Linked DNA regions of Arachis hypogaea: region 2 is linked to region 1. A link is a contact called in public Hi-C data. All regions are on one chromosome and are shown on one strand. The core of a region is the stretch at or near the end of the contact, and the rest is flanking DNA. Distances in the headings are between cores, read along the strand shown. Region 1 has its middle 12 kb from the start of LOC112785573. Region 2 holds the start of LOC140182847.

Region 1 (4,838 bases), core at 1,235-3,734:
AATAAAATTAACCGAAGTATTCAAATCTCGGGTCATCTCTCAAGGAATTGCAGGGAAGTGTAGTTTATTATTGGTTATGGGAAATTATATTTTTTGGGTTTTTGAAATAAGGAACAAGAAAATATAGATTGCGAGAAAAATAAACTATTAACTAAGAAAGCTCTTAGCAAGGATTGAGAATTAAAAGTCCTATCCTCGTTATCATCGTCAATTGTGATGGTAAATGTAAATTGCCTTCGCTTAGTTGAAGGTCAAGCGAGCAAAATCTACTTAAGTTCACAAGTCCTAATCAAAGACTAGATTTAGTGAGGCTCAAGCCAATAGCAACTTTCAATCACCAATCAACGAAAGAATTTTGATAACTCAAGAATCTCTAATTAATCAATCTAAGTCAAGAACATAAAAATCTAAATTAAAATCCACCCAAGCATTTTATCAAACACTTGGAAGGTACAAAACAAAAGTATAAAAAACTAATAAGAGATAATAAAATCTAAAATACCCAATTGCAAGACAACAATAACCAACAATTAAAGAAAGAACAATAACATAAAAATATAAATTGCATTAATCTAAATCAAAGGGAGCAAGAGTGCATCAACAGTGAAGTAAACAGACAGAAGCAATAACAAATAAACTAAAAGAAGTAAGATGCAAGAACAAACAAGAGTAAAGAAAAACAAAATTAAAGCAAGGTGAAAATCTGAATCTAAGAAGAAATAAGACTAAAAACCCTAAAATCTAGAGAGAGGAGAGAGTCTCTCTCTCGAGAAACCTACATCTCAAACCTAAAGTGTGAATGAATGATCCTTCCCCGATTCGTCCCACTCTATAGCCTTTAATCTTCATTTTCGGGTTTGAAACTAGGCCAAAAACAGCCTAGAAATTGCTCCCAGCGTTTTCTCATAACTGAGACATGTGACACTTGTCACGCATATGCGTCATCCACGCGTATGCGTCGCTGAACGAATTCCTAATCACACGTACGCGTCATCCACGTGTATGCGTCGTTTGTCTGTTGCACCAGTCACGCGTACGCGTTGCTACCAGCTTCTGAAATTCTCAATTTCTTGTGTTCCTTCCACTTTTGCATGTTTCCTTTCCATCCTCTAAGCCATTCCTGCCTTATAAACCCTGAAAACACTTAACAAACATATCACGACGTCGAATGGTAATAAGAAATGATTAAAAATTAGCAATTTTAAAGCCTAAGAAGCATGTTTTTAATCATAGCACAAAATTAGGAAGGAAACTTAAAAACATGCAATTTACATGAATAAGTGTGAGAATAGTTGACAAAATCCACTCAATTCAGTACAAAATAAACCATAAAATAGTGGCTCATCACTGGTCTACCCATTTTCTCCGTCGGGTAAGTCAGTCTTGTAGTTTCTGAATTTCTGAATTAGAGTAATTAGGTTCTGAGTTTTGAATTTTCTGATTCTGATTTCTAATTAGGGTTGATTTGATTCTGAATTTCTGATTTAGTATAATTTAGTTCTGAGTTCTGAATTTTCTGATTCTGATTTCTAATTAGGGTTGATTTGATTCTGATTTCTAGTTAGGGTTGATTTGATTCTGAATTAGGGTAATTAGGTTCTGAGTTCTAAATTTTCTGATTCTGAATTTCTGAAATAGGATAATTAGGTTCTGATTTTTGAGTTAGGTACTTAGATTAATGAGATTCTGATTCTGAATTTTTTATTTTTAATTTATAATTTATATTTCTGAGTTAGATTAATGAGATTCTGATTCTGAATTTTTTTTTTAGTTATAATTTATATTTTTGAGTTAGGTTAATAAAATTTCGATTCTAAATTTTTTATTTTTAGTTATAATTTATATTTTTGAATTAGGTTAATGAGATTCTGATTTTGAATTTTTGATTCATGATTTATATTTTGGATTAATGTGATTTTGATTCATGATTTATATTTCAGGATTTATAGAATGTCTTCTTTAGATGCATTGAGTAATACTTTTGAGAAGAGTACTTCATCGGAAGAACCTATAAGCACTAATATTCAAACTACACAAGAGGCTCTTCAATCTCAACTTCAAGAACTCCCAATGGATATGGTTGGTTGTTTATGTAATATTTGGTTGTTTAGGGATATGTTTGGATGTTTATATTTGTTGTTATTGCTATTTAAGTCTTTAAAGACTATGAATATTATGTTTTATAATGACAATTGAAGATTATCTTTAATTTTCTCTAATTTTTTTTTATTTTTTTCAATTTTTATTAATTTTTACAAAAATTCAGAATATCCGCTGGGTTGGGTCTCCGATAAATACGAGGTCTCCATTATCTGTTAAGGGGACGGGGCAGAGACGAAAACAGATATTAAAAGTGGGAGACGGAGGGCGAGGTACGAGAGACATGTCTCCACCCCGATGGGACCTGTTGCCATCCCTATACTGTGCACACGTCATAAAACTCTCTCCTCCTCTATACTCCAAAGCCACATTCTTGAAGAAATAGTTCAAGTTAAATGCTGTGTTAGTTTTGTTTTTACCCAAAATCCAATCCAACCCCCTTTTATTGTCCACAGTACTTCGAACAAAAACTGTGTCACCACTTGCATACCTTTTATTAATGCGTGATCCAAATCAATAATTTTAAGCAGACAAAAAAAATTAAATTTATATCTTATTTAATATTTATTAATTCTAACAATAATTAAGTTGTTTGGATTAATTTTTTTTATTATTAAATATTTTCGAATAGAAGTATCCTTGACCATTTCATCCATGAAGCATTGGGCAGCTCATCAATTGTTGTCAAATAACCACCAATTACATACACTTTACATTCAGGTGTGAACATAACACATTGCCACTACATCCACCTTCTACTATTCTCACCAACATAATATACTCTCACTTTTCTTTTCTTTTTATTATTGTTCTCACAACATGACCACTGCCTTTGTTTTCTCCCATAGCAACTATCAACCTGCACCATCTTATTTTCAAAGATGATCAAATTCCTATTTTTTCAAACATCTTAAATTACCACCCAAAAAAAAAAATCACCCACTTATGTTTCTTCCAGTTTATTAATCTCTTGATTCAACCAGCATTCAAATTAAATTTTCACTTCTTGAATCTCACTCATTTCACATTTCTCCAATTTAGAACCAACATATAGAGCATAGGTGTGGACTCTTTGCCTAATGATATTATCATAGTTTTGAAAATCGAAACATACTGGCCAGTTCAACTGGATTAATCAAAAATCAATCACTTAATTGGTCCAGTTAAGTCTATAAACCATCTAACAAAAAATCGGTCAAATTGATAGTTAACCGGTAAATTAATAGAATCGTTCGGTTTTTTAGAGAGTTTCCCGTTCGAAAACAAACCTTCCAGATGGCGTCGTTTTGTTCTTTTTTTTAAAGAGAAAAAAGGGCTAAACGAACCCTAAAAATTAAGCTAGAAAATTTAAATTATGAAATTTTAAATTTTATTAAGTTAAAAATTATTAAATTTATATATTTAAAATTATATATAATTTTTTTAATAATTTTATTTAATATTTAATAAAACTGATTAAACTCAGTTGAACTCCGATCGAACCAATAAATCATTAAACCAATAATTTCACCAGTTTATTGATCGGTGGGGTCGGTCCATGGATTTTCTTTCCTTTTGCCGCATTTCGTTCAAAGAGTTGAGGGAGATAGTGCATCAAGCTGTTCGTAAGGGCCAACTTGATCCTCTTCCCCAGGATCCCAGATGAGGAAACCCTAGGAGAGCCGCCGCTCTTGCAATCTTGAATATTACATAATGCCACAATTTACACGCTGATCAAAGATCATGCTACCATAGCAAATTTAGTAAAAGTATTAGCGATGACAGTTGGTTCAGTTTATGAAAATATTTTTGTTAAAACAAAAAATAAAATTTGATTAAGATTGAAATCTTCTCTTGTTTCTTTATTGTCATTTTATGCTCTTTTATTTTTCCATTATAATTTTAAAATTTAATACTCAAAAAGTTTTTTTTTTTAAATTAAAAGTAAAATCCTAATTTCTCAATTTTTTTTATTAGTTATCTCGTTAGTCTTTCACTTTATAACAAAAAAACATACTCGTAAGACAATTAATTAATAAATAACTTCCTTCACAGTCTTTTTAATTAAAGTAATCTGTGAATAGCAATGTCTGCATTAGCATTAATTGCTACAACTATAAATGGAGAGTAGGTGTGTTGATTTTTATATCTCCTTTTATGATAGATAAATGGTAATTAACATATATAAATTCAATGTTAGGGTTGCATTTGTTTTCGAGAACAAGATAAGACAAGACATTGATAATAGGATAGGATAAGATATTGATGGACAGAAATATAAAATTTTGTATTTTTGTATTTTATTTGATGATAAATTAGAATAAATTATAAAAATTCAATTTATTTTCATATTTTTATTTAAAAAATTTGAGATGAAAAATATAATAATAAAAAATTAATAAAAATAATAAAAATAATAAAATAAAAAATAAGTTATGTCTCTTGTTAGTGTCTTTGTGTCCTTCCTGTGAGAATAAACACAAAATATACTAATTCAGTATCCTTAGACATATTATTTTTGTTTATATCTTTTTTGTTAAACATAATTTTTTGTCTCTGTGTCCCTGTCTCAATATCCTGTTTCTGTAAACAAACGCCGCGTAAAAGATTGTGATAAACAGGATAGAAGGGCTAGTTGTCAGAAATGATAGTTAAAAGTTGGATGGTCTTTTTCTAATAGTAAAAAGATCCATTATTTTTTTTTTCTAAAATTGACAGAAACTAAAATGAAATTTTATTCTAAGATTAATAATATAAAA
Region 2 (4,838 bases), core at 891-3,390, 140 kb before region 1:
GTTTTATATCCGTGTCAATATTTGTGTATCATAAGTTCTAGTAAATCTAATTTATATTTTTCTTTTATTATGTATCAACCTTAATTAATAATTTAACATGATATACAAATAAAATATATACATCTCATTGGTTGAATTAATTAGTCAAATATTCTTTAAAAAATAAAATCTACAAATAATAGCTTAATATTATCTTACAACGAGTAGCATTCTAACATCAAAAATACTAACATGACGCTTTCTAATGTCCTTATGCATACTTTTCTTTTTTTTAAAATATTTTAGAAAAATACCTTCTTTAATTTGGACTTATACGAAAATTGACATTTAATGATTATAATTCTAGTAATTACCAATCATTCTAATAAATCTAATTAGTCACAAAAAAAATTCTAATAAATCTAATTTATATATTTTATTATTTGTATCAATTTTAATTAATATAATTTACAAATAAAATATATACATCTCATTGTTTAAATTAATTAGTTAAAGATCTTTTAAAAAATAAAATCTACAAATAATATTATTATATTAGGTAGCATTATAGTGTCAAAAATATTGACGTGATACGTTCTCATGCCAAGGTGCATACCTCTCTTTTTCTCAGAATATTTTAAAAAAATATCTTCTTTAGAATTATATGAAAATTGACATTTAATAACTAAAATTCTATTAATATCAATTATTCTAATAAATTTAATTTATTTCTTTCTTTTATTATTATGTATCAACTTTAATTAATATAATTTTAAAATAAAATATATACACTTCATGATTTGAATAAATTAGTTAAATATTTATTAAAAAATAAAATTTACAAATAATATTAATTTAAAATAATAAAATTTGAGTAATAATTAAGAGACTTAATTTATCTTCTTAATTATTCTTTTAATACTTAGATGAATAAAAGTTAAAAAATATAAAACTATTTAAAAATTAGGAGAATAATTAAAAAGATGAGTTAGAATTTCTAATAATTTTTATATAAATTAAATAATAAAAAATTAAATTAAAAAAGACTAACAAAACATAAATTAAATAAATATTTTCTGCACCTCGTATAGGTATATACTCTAGTTTGTATTATAACAAATACCAGTCAATATTTTTGATAATGTTTTGAAAGACTAACTTGACTTGTGTTAATGAACTAATTTGATTCATATATGTTATAATACAGAAACACTAAAATGGCTTGCTTACCCGTATATTTCTTAGATCATATTGAGTCTTAACCAACGAAATCAGCACACTTAGAATGTGTTTGATAAAGTTTATTGGAGGTGTTTGAACCTTTTTAAGAACATAAGTTAATGTTTTGTATTTGGTAAAATTAAATAAACATTTATGTGCATGTATTTTTAGTTTTTAAGAGTTGACAATATTTTTTAAAGTATCTATAAAAATATTTTTTAAAATTAATTTGTATTTTTTTAAGCTAAAATAAAAAATTTAATATAAACCTTTATATATAGAGTTTTCTTACTTCTTTTATTTTTGTTTACTAAAATTATTTTAAATTTTAAAAATAATTTTATCAAATACTTATTATAGCTTTTTTTAACTAATGATATCTTTTAGGTTGATTGGTTGAGAATTAATTGACTGCAAATCTAAACTATATTTATGAGTTTAATTTGATGTTTATTAATAAATTATTATATACACAAAAATGAGATTACACAATTATTATAGTCTATACTTATTAAAACTACTTTTATTTTGTTTTACTAAAAAGTAATAACTATTGTAAATTTGGAAAAGATCTATAAAAATTACAAAAGACAAATGATTTTTAAAGGACTTTGTTAAAATTCTAACTTTTTATTTAATAAATAACTAATTAATAATAAAAATTCATATATAATTTATTATATTTGACTAAATGATGGTCTAATAATTTTTAATTTTCGAGTTCATACCAAACAAGTATAGGTAGGTACTTTTTACTTTCTACCAATCAATAAATCAGTGGAGCAGGGAAAAAAAAAGGTAAAGTGTTTGACTAATTATTTAGGAACAGAAAAAGTTTTAGATTCCAATATTTTCTTTTGCAGAAAACAAAAAAAGCCACCACTATATTACCAATTTCACCAATGCCTCATTGTCATCAATGCTTTTTATCCCTTCTAAACTAGTATTTGTTGTATATAGAAGAAGTGAAAAAGAACAAACAACAGCGTGTATTTTGGGATGTTTCTCGGTGAATGCGGTGATAGAGGTTCCATTCAAACTCTGTTGTGATTTGCGAACTTTCTCGTAACAGAGATGGGTTGGGTGATGTTCAAAAATCACAAGAAGAGAAATAACGAACCTTTGCGGCTCTGCAAGGAACGAAAGAGGCTCATAAACTCAGCCATTGATTCAAGATACGCTCTCTCTGCTTCGCACCTTTCTTACATTCACTCTCTTCAAAACATTGGCGTTGTTCTTCGCCGTTACGCTCAGGCACAGTTACTAGACTCGCCACCTTCGGGTTCGGTTTCTGTTTCTGAATCAAATTACCCTTCTTCTTCTTCGTCACCATCACGTGCTCATGATGAAGATGGAAGTCACGTGGGTTACCCAACGAGGTCACGTGACAATGAAGATGTTGGTCTCACTGTTAGCATAAATAAAAATTGCAGTTACGGCAGTTACTTGGATCGTGAATTTTCGGTACCTTCACTTTCTACTACTGAGAATGGTGCTGCTTCTTCTTCGGATTTCTTTAATCCTTTAAGGTTTGAGTTTAAAATGCACAAATACTTTGGTATTTACTCGTGTTGTGTTTACGTGTATGATCTATCTTAAATTTTAAATTTGTGACTATTTTTCCATGAACCGATCCTATCTATCAAATTATATTGCGTCGTGCTGTATTCAATAAACTAGTGTTTATTTTTCCGAAAATTTTGATATTTTTTTTCAAAAAATTATATGTGTCACAAATTTAGTTATCCTCGAGATGAATTAAATAATATATATATTTCAAAAATATTATATGTATATAAATAATCACACCAGATCAGTTATTATAGATTTATATATAAATATTTAAGTTATTTAATTTATTTTTAGTATATATTTTATATAAGTGATTGATTTGATATCATTTTGTTTTTGTCTATTTAGTATGATTTTTTTTCCCAAAAAAAAAAATATTGTATGCACGGATCATACTGTATTATTATATCGTATTCAATACTGAGTACGTATATTAATGTAACCTACTTTTAAATTTGTGATTTTCCTTTCCATAAAATTGTATTCAGCATCATAATTAGTATTTGTATCTGTGTAACATAGACTCGAGTGCAAGCATGGAGAAGGAGAGGATTTCCTAAACTCCGTGGATAATGAAAAGGATATTAACAGAGGAAATGGGTGCAGGGGTTCATCAGTAAATTGCTATGACCAATTATCATTTGTTTTAAGAGTAGTTGAAGGTTTGAAGATGGAGTTACCAAGCAATGTGGAAAATGTGCACACTGAAAGAGAAGATCCTTCTCAGTTCATCACACATAGAGCTAAAGATTTTGTTACTAGCATGAAGGAAATTGAGCATAGATTCTTTCGTGCTTTTGAATCTGGTAGAGAGGTTTCTAGGCTTCTAGAAGCTAACAAAATCATGGTTGGATATTCTGAATCCAAAGGTAATTTGCTACTTAATTTGAGTTACATGTTTAATGTCACATTGCAGAATTTTGTTGGTTAGTTGGAAATATTTTGAGCCTAATTATGAATCTAAGTGCTGATATTCAAATTGTTTAGGGAAGCCTTCTGCAACGGCATTGCTAAGAGCTTTTCGTTCTGTTTTCCATGGCGGAAAAGTGAAACCTCTTTCTAAAGGTAAGTTCTTCTTTCATTTCTGGGAACTGTGAAGTGAAACTGATTACAACGGTGCTAGTTAATATATGGATGGTTTAGTTTTCAGAAAAATTCTTTTATAGATATAAGTGTAACATTTTATGTTTCAGCAGAGTCACCAAATTTGGTGGGATCAGTAAAATAGTAAATGTATTTTTGAATAGGTGATTACTTTGATACAGAGTAAGATTATACAGAGATACAGAGTTATAGCCTCTTTCTTTATATCTATACATTCTTACTTTTTACTCTGCATCGGAGTCATCACCTTTGAATAAAGTTAGTCAAATTATTTATTGTCAATATGACTAGAAATGATGTTGAAATGCAAGAACACGTTTGGTTTTTCTATTTTTCTATGCTGAGTCGGTTTGAATCTATGAACTCGGAAATTAGTTTTCATACATCTGACAATACATCATGAACGAAATGCCACTGTATCAAGCAAGACAAGGCCAAAATGTCAAAATATTAAGCATATATAACAAATTATCTACATTCATTTTAATTTGACTCAACAAACTTTGTATAGACAAATCAATTTAAGGATGTACTAGAGTGAATATGTCACATAAAAAAAAAAAATAAAAATAAACAGGGGGAGTATAATTGATTTCAATTTGATCAACAATTTTTTAACTGTATGAAATTTGTGTCTGCATAAATTGTAGATAATCTTATGGCTTAAGCTACAATGATGTCACTTTATTCCTTTATTTCATTTCCTTGATGCCACTTTGAGCTCTGATTCTTGAAAGATGAGTATGCAGGAGAAGAAAATTCTTGTTAGGTGCAAATTACTTTTTGACACACTTACATAAAAGTGGAGGCCAATTTTATGTATCTTTTGTTTGATATCTAAATTTTATCTAAATTACTTTTTATAATAACTTCAAAATATTTAAAATTTTTTAACTTTTACATTTTTAAATTTAAAATTAATTATTTAACATATTTTATCAATTAAGCAATATTTTTAGACA

What was found. Hi-C and Micro-C count contacts between places; a contact is called where the count stands out from the background.
Region 2: a Hi-C map of leaf shows a contact between it and region 1, with 2.8 times the contacts expected there. The contact joins the promoter of LOC140182847 here to the enhancer-like site in region 1. A contact is called at or near these places in 2 of 8 Hi-C or Micro-C datasets (both in leaf).

Annotation. Positions count from the first base shown.
Region 1 is chr20:20,997,142-21,001,979 of arahy.Tifrunner.gnm2.J5K5, reverse strand. No RefSeq gene overlaps it. Among protein-coding and RNA genes, the nearest start is that of LOC112785573, 12 kb to the left of the region's middle. Within about 2 kb of position 2,484, at least 2 of the 3 cell types and tissues checked have open chromatin away from gene starts, as enhancers often do.
Region 2 is chr20:21,139,128-21,143,965 of arahy.Tifrunner.gnm2.J5K5, reverse strand. LOC140182847 reads left to right here and starts at 2,140. Exons shown (of 3, transcript XM_072230364.1): 1 at 2,140-2,729; 2 at 3,295-3,641; 3 at 3,760-4,575. The coding sequence starts at 2,275. The coding sequence ends at 3,869.